2 separate regions of the Bombyx mori genome follow, and region 2 is linked to region 1. A link is a contact called in public Hi-C data. All regions are on one chromosome and are shown on one strand. Each heading gives the region's core, a stretch centred on a gene start, on an enhancer-like site or on the middle of the called end of the contact. The rest is flanking DNA. Distances are from core to core; before and after follow the strand shown. Region 1 holds the start of LOC101739184 (teneurin-2). Region 2 overlaps LOC101739184 (teneurin-2).

Region 1 (5,848 bases), core at 1,368-3,867:
TTCCTAGATCACTGATCAAATATTAGACGTCAGCGATGTTAAGAGCATAACCGAGCTATTACCGTTAACAAGTTGAAGGCGCGACTAGAAACCAGCTGCTCTTGAGTTGTTAGATCTCCTTTGGAGGTGCTCGGGAGACTGTTAGCAAATTCCACCCTTTCTGGCTGAGCCTGTGCTCGCCAACCTGTCGTGAAGACACTGGAAAGGCCTCCCGGCCACCAATACTCCGTCCTTCCTAAAAACAACAAAAACCATGCCTAACCCAATGAAAGTAACCCAAGAAAAATAATAAGTATCGATTGTTTCTGTAAGTCACCCGTTATTTTTGAGTTATTTCTTGAAAATATTTGCGAAAAAACACTTCAAAGTTTTTGAAATACATATTCTTAATATATTGGTGCGATCCTAGGGGGAAACTCTACCGTGAACACATATCGCCCGTCGTGACGTTCAGCATTTTAAGAAATATTTTAGAAGTTTCTCTGAACAGATATGGAATATTACTCGAAAAACCTCGAGGAGGAGAATCCTTACAGTCCAGAGTTCCGTGGTGGCAAAACTTTTTTAAAGCTCGTTAGATATGAATGAATGTACCTAATGGTCCCGAAAGTAGAAATGAACACTGTTCCAATGGCGCAAACACAAGACGTAGCGAAAACTGATATCTGTCTCTAAACGCAAAGGATCCAAATGATCGTCGTCGTGGCCTAAAGGATAGGACGTCCGGTGCATTCGTATTTAGCGATGCACCGGTGTTCGAATTCGGCAGACAAATACCAATTTTTCTAATAAAATACGTATGTACTTAAAAAATGTTCACGATTGACTTCCACGGTGAAGGAATAATATCGTGTAGTAAAAATCAAATCCGCAAAATTATAATTTGCGCAATTACCTACTGGTGTTAGGACGACTTGTGAGTTCCCACGGGTGGTTACCACAAACCTGCCTATCTCTGCCGTGAAGCAGTAAATACATTTCCGTTTGAAAATTGGGACGGCCGTTTTACTATAAAACTGAGACCTTACAACTCATATTATTATGTCAAGGTAGGTGGCGACATTACGTTAAAGATGTCTATAGGCCCCAGTAACCACCACACACCAGGTGGATCGTGAGCCTAACCTAAGCAATCAAAGATAAAAATAAATGAACCGTACTCATCTCGAATTTACCAAAAATAAAAATGACAACACGTGCGTTCAAATTTATTAAACCTTTTCCTACTTATTATGTTAGCTATATGCTTAGATTTAGTTTCAGGGTGAACGTAAGTACCAGGTTTTAGTTTATAAAGTTGAGATACACTTACATTTGTTGAATAATTTAATTAATTTATCTCCTTGTCTCTTTTCTACAAACAAAAGTTTTTAATTTCATAGATTTTGCGACATTCACCGCCAAGGATTGTTGTATTGCACTAGTTAATTAAAAACAGCGTGGAAATCATTAATTATGAAATATCTACATTTAAATTTAGAACAGCTGACTTTAAATGCCTTGATTGTCAATCAGATACTTAAAAAGTTATCGAGATACTTTACATACTGTAAGCGCATTTTAATCTATATCTATACTTCTATACTAATATTATAATGAGGAAAGATTTGTTTGTTTGTTTGTTTCGAATAGGCTCCGAAACTACTGGACCGATTTGAAAAATTCTTTTTCCATTAGAAGCCGAAATTGTCCCTGATGAACATAGGCTACTTTTTTTAAATTTTTAAATTTTTTTTTTGTTTTCATGTGTGTTTTAATGTTTCCGAAGCGAAGCGAGGGCGGGTCGCTATTCCTTATAAAATAATAATGGTTTAAATAAAAACTAAAGAATTTACAGTTTTTTATTTTATAAACGGTCATCATCACAAGCCAGTTCAAGGGAAAATGTCCTACACGTTAAACTAACCCAATACAACTCCCGCTGCAGTTGATTGTAAAAATACTATTTTGGGTATATACATTGTGCATCTGTAGACATGTTTCGATGCTTAAAAAAGTGCATTTACAAGAATGAGGTAACATCTTACTATACTACTAACTATACTTGAGACCTTAGAACTTATATCTCAAGGTGGGTGGCGTATTTACGTCGTAGATGTCTATGGGCTCCAGTAACCACTTAACACCAGGTGGGCTGTGAGCTCATCCACCCATCTACGCAATAAATAAAACAAAAAATCTAATCGCACTAAGGAAATGATTTTTTATTTAATTTATTCCTATCTAATCGACGGTAGTCGAAGCAGCTATTCCGGCTACGTTCGGACTGGAGAAGCGATACAAGATGAAGAACTACTTTTTTTTTCATACTGCCCAAATAGAAGCTACTTCCTTTTTAAACAGGACAACCGTTGAAATGTTTACCTAATTACCCAGGGTAAGAGAATTCACGACGTTTACGGGCACTGGTAACCACTTAAATTGTCATCAGCAAAATTCAGGTTGCCAACAGATACGACAAGAAAAATTAATGATAAATTCTTACGACACGTACATACCTACCTACAACATACGTGATATGCGATTTCCGCGAATTTCAGAAGCGACTGTATCTTGAGTGATTCATCTGTGACGCGGGGCGACCACTGAGAGACCGTTCTGACAAAACAAAAGGTCGACAGTCGACTTTACTCTACAGTCTGTGGTGGGCCGCTGTGGATCGCGCGCGCACGCTTTTTTGTATTTCGAACGAAATTCCGAAATCTTGTATATTTTTTTAATTATTTCATATTATTTTAATTTTGAAATAAGTGGACAGCAATGGCGCGAGTGTGGTTTCTAGTGATAGTGTCAATTCAAATTGTTTTCGCGAAACGAAATTTAAATGCGAATTGCGATATGTGTATCCAAAAAGGCGGTTATTGGTGTAAATTATCAGGGGTAAGAGATTTGGTTTTTTCTGAATTTTTTTTTTTTTTTTTTTCGATTTCATTTCACCAATGTACCAACTACCCGAAATCTTTAAAATTTAATTTAAGAGGTTATTGAAAAAAAATCGCTAGGCATATGTACTGTCTTTTTCACGATTAGAATATTTAATTCGATTTGCTGTTTCTTTCTTTTATTAAACGAAAAATATTATGTAACCAAAACAATAGTTATTAGTCTTGGCGGTCTAAAACTTTTTTTCTAGATTGTTTAAAAAATACGTATTTCTTTCTTTTCCTTCTTTTTTTGATAACTTATCATACATTATTAACCTTGTACTCGATAAAATTAATAATTAAAAAAAAACATTCAAACGCGTAAACACGATTTAGAAAATGCATCTAATGCTCTACAATTCAACAAATAATTTTCATATCTACAGACACCGGAAGTAAGATAGACGGGATAGACTAATCTATTTTGTGTCAAAAAATACGAAAATTTATTGAATTATTAATTATTATACTAAGATATTTTATTTGGTAAGAAAATAGAGATAGCTGCGTACATTGATTTTAAGTTTTTTATTTTTTATTTTATTGCGTAGGTGGGTGATCGATCAACTCATCATCTTGCATTTTGTGTTAGATGGTTTCCTGAATCCATAGTTAACACAATATAAATGTTGCCAGCCGCCAGCCGCCATAAAACCTCCATTTTTAAGCCGGAACGCACGATTGCGACGCGGCAGAAAGTTGCCGGGGGGTTAATTCCCCACAATATGTCCAACCACCGTTTCTTTTACATACTCTATGCTTAGGGTGTTGCGTACACATCCACGATGCTACGCTACCGATCATAAAACGATTTCCTTAAGCCTAGTTTGAACAGAAATATATCACGTGGGAAAACCACGGAATCACGAATTCTACGGCATTGAAGTGTCATTAATTCCAGAGGCTGATTGTGTGCGGGGAAAAACACATCATACACAAGATAAATGCATTATACAACAGACATTTTATAATCATCCAATGAGATAGATGTACTTTCACTACTGTGACGAGTGGTTCTAAGAATATTTTTTATTCGGAAATACCTATAGTTAGAATTCCGTTAGCGGAGTTTTTTTTTTTTTTTTGCAAAAATTACAACAATTTTACTCTGTCTCTATTACGCGCTTCTCCGTACTTACATGGGCTACTGCTGAATCTATGATCAAGAGCAAAATGATTAGTATCAATCTAAAATGTAATTGAACGAGGGAAAGTATACCTAAATCATTTGTATGAAGGTTCATAAACTGAAATCACTGAAATTTTCCATATTCCCGCAAGTAGAACAAACCTCCATAGGTATTCCCCTTTATCAAAGATTTGTAGTGAATATAACCAAATATGTGCATTAATTGACGGCATTGACATTTTTAACGACACGTGTCCTGGTCTCAAAAACAAACTAGTATCCGAGTTCCTTTGTTTATAATTGATGAGAGAATGTTAAGTAGTTAACTCTTGTTTTCATGTTATTTTCAAATATACTTTTTTTGTCGTACTGTTGAACCCAGAACGCATTAGTGCTCACGGTAGAAATAAGCACAGTGAAAGTTCTACCCGTCCGGATTCGCAAAACGCCCTTTTTATTTTTTTATTGCTTAGATGGTCCACAAGAGGTCCTACCACCAGTAATACAAGAGGTCTTTCCACCAGTAAGTCTGTTTGTCAGGCTCTAATAGTAGAACAACGTGTCAGTGTCAGGGACTCGGCTACATACTACGTGAAAATGACCTGACGGATTGAGGTCATCTGGAGCTATATCTAATATTTCTCCATCAAATAGCAGTAGTAATAAGCTTGTTTACTAAGTTAAGTTCTTCCACTGATACCTGTTCTGATTTACTAATCCAAGACATGCCATTTCGGATGTACTCGTTAACTTGAAGGTCTTCAAGCCACATAACAAATTAAATCACGTGTTTTTTCCGACCCTACCTAGTAGTTAAGGTTTACTTCTAAATGTTATTAGGTTTATACTTGTGTTGGCTAAGGCAGATTTATAAACAATAATATAAATGTTATTCATTGAATATACACAAAAATACGACGGCCATACGAGTCATAATGTACTCGACTGCTAACTTTTCTCTGATGCATTGAAAACCAATCCGTGTTCGACTATGTTCGCAATATTAAATACTAGTTAACAATAACAAGGTAATTGTTTAAAAACAAAACAACTTGAAATGCATATGATTCATCAATTTATGCCATACATTCATCGAAGGTTAAACCTGAAAATAATATCACGAAAAATAAAACGAATTTAATAAGTATTATAACTTTTATCGCTCAACAGTTGACTATGTAGATGATGAGGAATGCAAAAAAAAAGTAGCTGTGAATTAATAAGTAGACAGGATGAAACAATTGAGGCAATGCACTAGCGGTCTCCGGTCAAATGGTCAAGATCTTTGACGCTCTACAATCGGTAATGAACGTTATTGAATTCTGAACGTTTTAAATTGAACGTGGCCTCGCTAAAGAGAACATCAGAACGGTTCAATGCAAGCCAATATTTTCGCTAATTAAAAAAAATTAAATGACGTCACTTAGTTTGATTCCGGAATAGATGGTGCTCTTGTAAAAATAGCTGTCAATAATTGCAACAATGTTGAAGCAGTATGGATCGGTTGCTAAAATAGGTAATGAATGTGAGAAAGTTCCGGCGTGTTAAGAGTCAGCGCTCGGTTACGATACATGTTTTTTTTACAAGCGGCCCGCTCTGGCTCCGCTCGGGTCTAACGATATTTGACGTTGTTTTTTTTTTTTTATAAAATAACACTTATTACGGCATAACTATAATAGTTAGACATATGCTGTCGCGGCACTTTTTGTAAATAATAATGTGTTCTACAAAGTCGTAGTACATTATTTTATTTTATTAGGTCATCAATAGTTTTCGCAGGGCACGCGATGTAAAA
Region 2 (5,848 bases), core at 2,080-4,579, 47 kb after region 1:
ATTAAACATATTCTGAACATTTTCACATCAAAACAGTGTCTGCTAATTATTAAATATGGTAGAATAACAATTTTGTTGTTAATAATAAATAAATATTAATATAGAATAAACTAAACTATATATTATTATGTTAATTATTGCCAATGGTGGCGTTTGCGCCCATATACTCATAGAAGGCACAACAATATCATGCGTAGATGGACTCGACAACGGTTCACTTATTGATTGCTCCACAATTTTTTCTCTTCTAATTGATACCGCGAGATTATTTTTTGTTTCATCCTAAAAAAAAGTAATATTTAGTTAGATTAAGTTTTAAATAAAGACAAATGGCATTAAAAAACTGCAAGTATAGTAAGCGAAGCATAGAAAAGAATAGAAGATTTTACATTAGGCTTATGCCGAATGGTCGATGAAGAAGAAATAAGAAAGTAATTAACACAAATGTTATTTTTCTACAAAAAATGATGAAACTTTAGTTTTAAGAAATGTTAATATAATATGAAGGATTATATTCATATTATGTTATAAAGACCATTGTAATTGAATATGCAATTTGGAAAAGGGTCCATGTCGCATATTTTGTCAAATACGTTTTTTCATATACATGTAGTAGTTTTGAGGCTTACCTACACCCATTTTATAATAATTCCAGTAATGCTCAATTGCTAATTAACACTAAAATATATATCAAAAGTTAATATTTTAAATTTTACACTGCTTTAGAAAATAATCAGTTTTTTTCATTTCCTGAACATTTTACATTTTCAGAGATGTGCCTTTTTCGAAATTGCATATTCAATTACACTTTGAGAAAATCGCGAACATGTAATTATTTGACTATACTATGTATAATTAACGACCGAAAACACAAAATACTTGTTTAATCCCTTGAAAATCAGTATAATCTTACTTCAAGTTTTACCTCTGGTATTGCACCTTCAACCAGCTTGCGTAGTCTACTTTTCGTTTCATAAAAGGATGAAGCATTTAAATGCATGGAGCAGATAAAATTCCAGATATTGGGCTCCCAGTTCGGTCTTTTTACTGCTGTCACCCATTTATTTGCCAACAAGAAATAAAAAAGCCATGTTATTACATAATATTCGAGTATAACGTGGTACAGCACTAGCTCCAATGCGGAGAAGGTCGGAAGTGGGGGGTGCGGGAACGCATGCTGCGTGAACCCACCCGCGCGCCTCCCGCAACACCCTTTTTCGCCCTTCTTAAAATCTGTTTTCCTATCAAAACACTACTTACCGATGAAAAGAAATATCATTGTTCTTTTTAGTTTGCTTCCGTGAACCATTCTTACAATTTATATAATTATTTTTATATAATTTATATAATTTATAATATAAATATTTATATAATTTATAGTGAGTCAACCTTAACATATAGACATGCGCGGACTTTTTTTTAGATCTTTTAAAGGGGAACAATTCTGTCATACATTATTTTAGCGAAACTTTAACCGTTTTTGCAGCGCACGCAGCGGAAGCTCTCAAAAGGGAAAAAAAAAAACGATTTTGAAACATTCCTTATTGGTACTCCGCTTATATTGGTCTTAGCGTGACGTTATATAGCCTATAACCTTCCTCAATTAATGGACTATCTAACACTGAAAGAATTTTTCAAATGGAACCAGTAGTTCCTGAGATTAGCACGTTCAAACAAACAAACTCTTCAGCTTTATAATATTAGTATAGATGAATATAGCCGTTTTAAATAGAGTCAAGTGTGTTGGGTTGACAAATTAAATATCTGTCGTGAGTTGTGTAGTTAAAAAATATGCAGTATTTAAAACCAGGACGTGTTTCTTTCATTCTTAATTTAATATCCTACTTTGAGCTCAGTTTTTCAAATCTTTCCACTTGCTACTATGGCGTCAGCTTAATTGGCCTCTTTCAGCGAGCAAGCACTTTTTAATGCACTGAGACGGTTCTCCTTACTTCTACGCACCACAGCTCCAAACGGAAGAATATAGTGATATCTAGAATACAGTCTATATTGCGGTAGGCAGCGGCTTGGCTCTGCCCCTGGCATTGCTGAAGTCCATGGGCGACGGTAACCGCTCACCATCAGGTGGACCGTATACTCGACTGCCTACAAGGACAATAAAAAAAAAAGTGATCAGTAAAAAATATAATAAAGCCTTTACGAATCGAAAGAAATCAACAACGGGTAGTCAATTAGTTTTGCCGTACAACCTTGAACCGGCGTGGAAGTGGCCTGCAATAACACGAAGCCTCTCACTAGTTACACCATATCATAAACAGATTGTAACTAAAACGTATTTTATGTGTATCCAAGTAGAGTACAAGGTTTGTTTTCGTTGATAGGCGAACGGATTGATAATTCACTTGAGATATGAGTTGGAAGTTTCAATAGTATAGAACAACCTTACCCAAAGTGGGCGAGAAGGCCCACTTGTGGGCGCTGCAGGCCTAAAGGGGGGCGGTAAGAGATCCAGAAAAAAAAGGGGCGTTGTGTAGGGGCTTGGAAGGCGATTTGTAATTTCGTCTAGGAGGACTCTTAGACACCGATTGAGCTCTCGCTATAGTGGTTTCTAAGTAGGTTAAAAAAGGGGGACGCTAAAAAATAATTTATTCTTAAAGTGGGTAGTAGACAAATTAAGTTTGGTGGGAACCCCTGGTATAGAATAACGTCTGTTTCGTGAGTGGTAAAGTTACGTCGAAACAAGTATTGAATATAATATTAGCTACAGAATTCAGCGTACATCAATGTAATTGACTTAAACTTAAGCTTGTCGGATGTGGGAATCGAACCCGCGACCCTCGGCGCCATAGTCAGAGGTGCTAATAACTGTACCACCGAGTCAGGCGAAATGAAACTAATATCGAATAATCGAGTTCTCAAACCAGAAATTCAAGTTGTGACAAGTATGCATAAAAAATTGACAGTCTAGTTATAGACACATAATATTATTTATTACATTTTTATTGTCATTTGATCTTGTAAGTAGCGGTCACTGCACTACTAAGTATCTTAATACCAAATTAATCAACTTAGCTTGGTATAGCATTACTAATTTATTTATGTCGTAAAGCAGTACTGTTTTCTTATACGAAGGGTGAGACTAACAACACAAGCGATTTTTCGACCCTTACATCTCAAGATGGGAGCATTCATGTTAAAATGTCTATGAGCATCGGTGATCACTTAAAACTAAGTCGAAATACTTAGTACTGAGCTGATTCACCTATAGGTAATAAATTGTTTACCTAATTTGGGGCTCATACAACACTCGCAACGAACACAAACAAACATCCCGACGACGTACTCACACAATTAATATCAGCTCGACCAATACTTCTACAGTCCGATAAAGCGTCGTCGTTGCGATAATTTATACCGCAGTATAAATCAATAAGCACTGCCACCAGCCACTGAATGTAGATAAGGAATTAATGTCACTTGCTTTAACTTAACGCTTTATTTATACAAACACTATATTCGTTTGAATAAGGCAAGCGTGTAATTGGTTTGGTTATAAAAGCCGATTTTATCTTAGGGAATTTTATCTTAGATTCATTATAAGTTGCGGATTGAACTAGAAAAACTACTGTTGACGAAGATAATCGGAAATCTATATATTAATACGTGAAGCAAAAACTTTGTATCCCTTTTTCCGAAAACGGTCGGAGGAGTATGAAATTTCCCACACTTATAGAGAATATAGAGAAGAAGTGCACAATACTAATATTTTTTTTAAATGATGCATAAAAGATACATTAAATCAATAAAGAAAACATTACCCATGCTAATATGTATTGGACACACACACGCATGCATACTATTTATTTGTTGTCAAACTTTTATTCTTGACGTCTGTGGTCAAATTGAGAATAGATTAAATATTGTTTGTCTTTATTAATATTTTTTTATAGTGTAGTCTTGGCGAAATTTGTGATTATAGAAGTATAGTAGTGTACAAACTTATAATTTCAATAAATTAGTCGAATTTCGACTACTACGGGACCACTAGTACTATAAATTGTATGAAGTCCTTAGTACAATAAACCTTAATCTACTCTACTCTACTCTAGGTGTAGGTTCCTTTTTTTATTAAAAATTTTATTCCATAAAAGCAGCTTCGAAATTTAAAAACAAATATGACGTAACAATTCAAAATTTAAATAAAGAACAGTGAGCACAGAGGTGCATAGTAGGAAAATTTCTCTACCACGTACATTACTGGCTGTGACGTAATCTTATACAGAAATTGTTTTATTGTCATTCGTAAAAAACCCTCTCTATCCCACATCTGAAACTTCAAGTTACAATTCTTCTGAATTACACATTTTTGTATTGAATTTCCTTTAACATAATTAGATGTATGGTGAATTTAATATATTTAGTCAACGTTCTGAATCCTTCTATAAAATGTAATTTCTAAGGATTTTGTAATTAATGAATTAACACTAATTAACATCGCTATCAAGCCTGAAACGGTTGCGAAGGGTCTTGCGAGCCCGATCGAGTATGTACCCCATTCTGTCTATTTCTGCCACGAAGCAGTCATTAGTTCTAGTTTTATGAACGTTATATTAATTGTACAACACATTTATGAATTTGACGCCATATTTCACGGTGAGCAAACGATGCCTACGTTGTTATGTTTTCGGGCACCGGTATCCGCTATTGTCATCTCCTAAAGAATCCGTAAGAGTCATATTACAACAACAACAACAAAAAAAACACCGAATTCCTCAAAACCTCTTTAACACACATCAACGTGAAAGGTATACAAGAGCTTTTTAAATATATTTTTTGTGACCTCACTTAGAGAGTTCAGTGAACGTGGACGGTTTAAAACTTGACCTCTCACACACGTAGCGCCGAGTGTCGGGAACACGGTTCAAATGCGAGTAACCGATCTACAATTTGCTAAATATTCGCACCGAGAATTCATTTGATTCAATTGACGTCATCTATTTGTCTGAGAAGTACAACACAGATCTATTTGCGGAGCGACAATTCATAATAATATGCCGTTATATGGTATAATATTATTCAGAATATAAATCGAATAATCTAATATAAATATATAGATTTTTTTAATTGCTTAGATGGGTGGACGAGCTCACGCCCCACCTGATGTTAAGTGGTTACTGGAGCCCATAGATATCTACAACGTAAATACCACCACCCACCTTGAGACATGAGTTATAAGGTCTCACTTTTAACTACGGCTCCCCCGCCCTTCAAACCTAAAAGCATTAATGCTTCACAGCAGAAATAGGTACGTACGGTGGTGGTAGCTACACGTGGAGGCTCACAATTACCACCAGTAATTATGCATTTTTTTTGGGGTTTCATTTTTATTTACTGTTTATTCCTTCAATGTGGAATCAATTCGTAAACATTTCTAAGAAAAATTGGTAACTTTGATTTTTACCGATTTCCAAATGTAGAATTAAATTCAAATTTAACGATTTCATTATTTTTACGATTAACACTAATTATTTTAATTTTAATTATTGTTTTATGCATTATCCTTAATAACGAGCCGTTTTTTCGCTACTTTAGATATATAATAATAATAATAATAATAATAAGCCCATTTTATTTCCAAAACACAAATAGAAAAAAAGAAAAAAAAAGAAAAAACACCTTATCAAATAAAAATTACAAAATTAAATATAAATTTGTGCTTGAAACCCCATTCGGGTATAGGCCTCCTCCAGCTTGCTCCACTCTTCCCTATCCTTGGCTTTGTTTCTCCATTCTTTTCCAGTTGCTGCTGTTATTTCGTCGATCCATCTGCTTCTTGGTCGTCCTCTTCTTCTTTTGCCCGCTGGTCCTTCCCATGTTGTAATTTCTA

Evidence for each region. A called contact is a pair of places that touch in the nucleus more often than the background predicts.
Region 2: a Hi-C map of middle silk gland shows a contact between it and region 1, with 2.7 times the contacts expected there. The contact joins the enhancer-like site here to the promoter of LOC101739184 in region 1. A contact is called at or near these places in 4 of 7 Hi-C or Micro-C datasets (middle silk gland, posterior silk gland and whole pupa).

Annotation. Positions count from the first base shown.
Region 1 is chr4:4,668,489-4,674,336 of ASM3026992v2, forward strand. LOC101739184 (teneurin-2) reads left to right here and starts at 2,618. Exons shown (of 9, transcript XM_038021826.2): 1 at 2,618-2,880. The coding sequence starts at 2,761.
Region 2 is chr4:4,714,307-4,720,154 of ASM3026992v2, forward strand. The region is part of intron 8 of LOC101739184 (teneurin-2); the gene reads left to right. Among protein-coding and RNA genes, the nearest start is that of LOC101739184, 46 kb to the left of the region's middle. Within about 2 kb of position 3,330, at least 6 of the 8 cell types and tissues checked have open chromatin away from gene starts, as enhancers often do.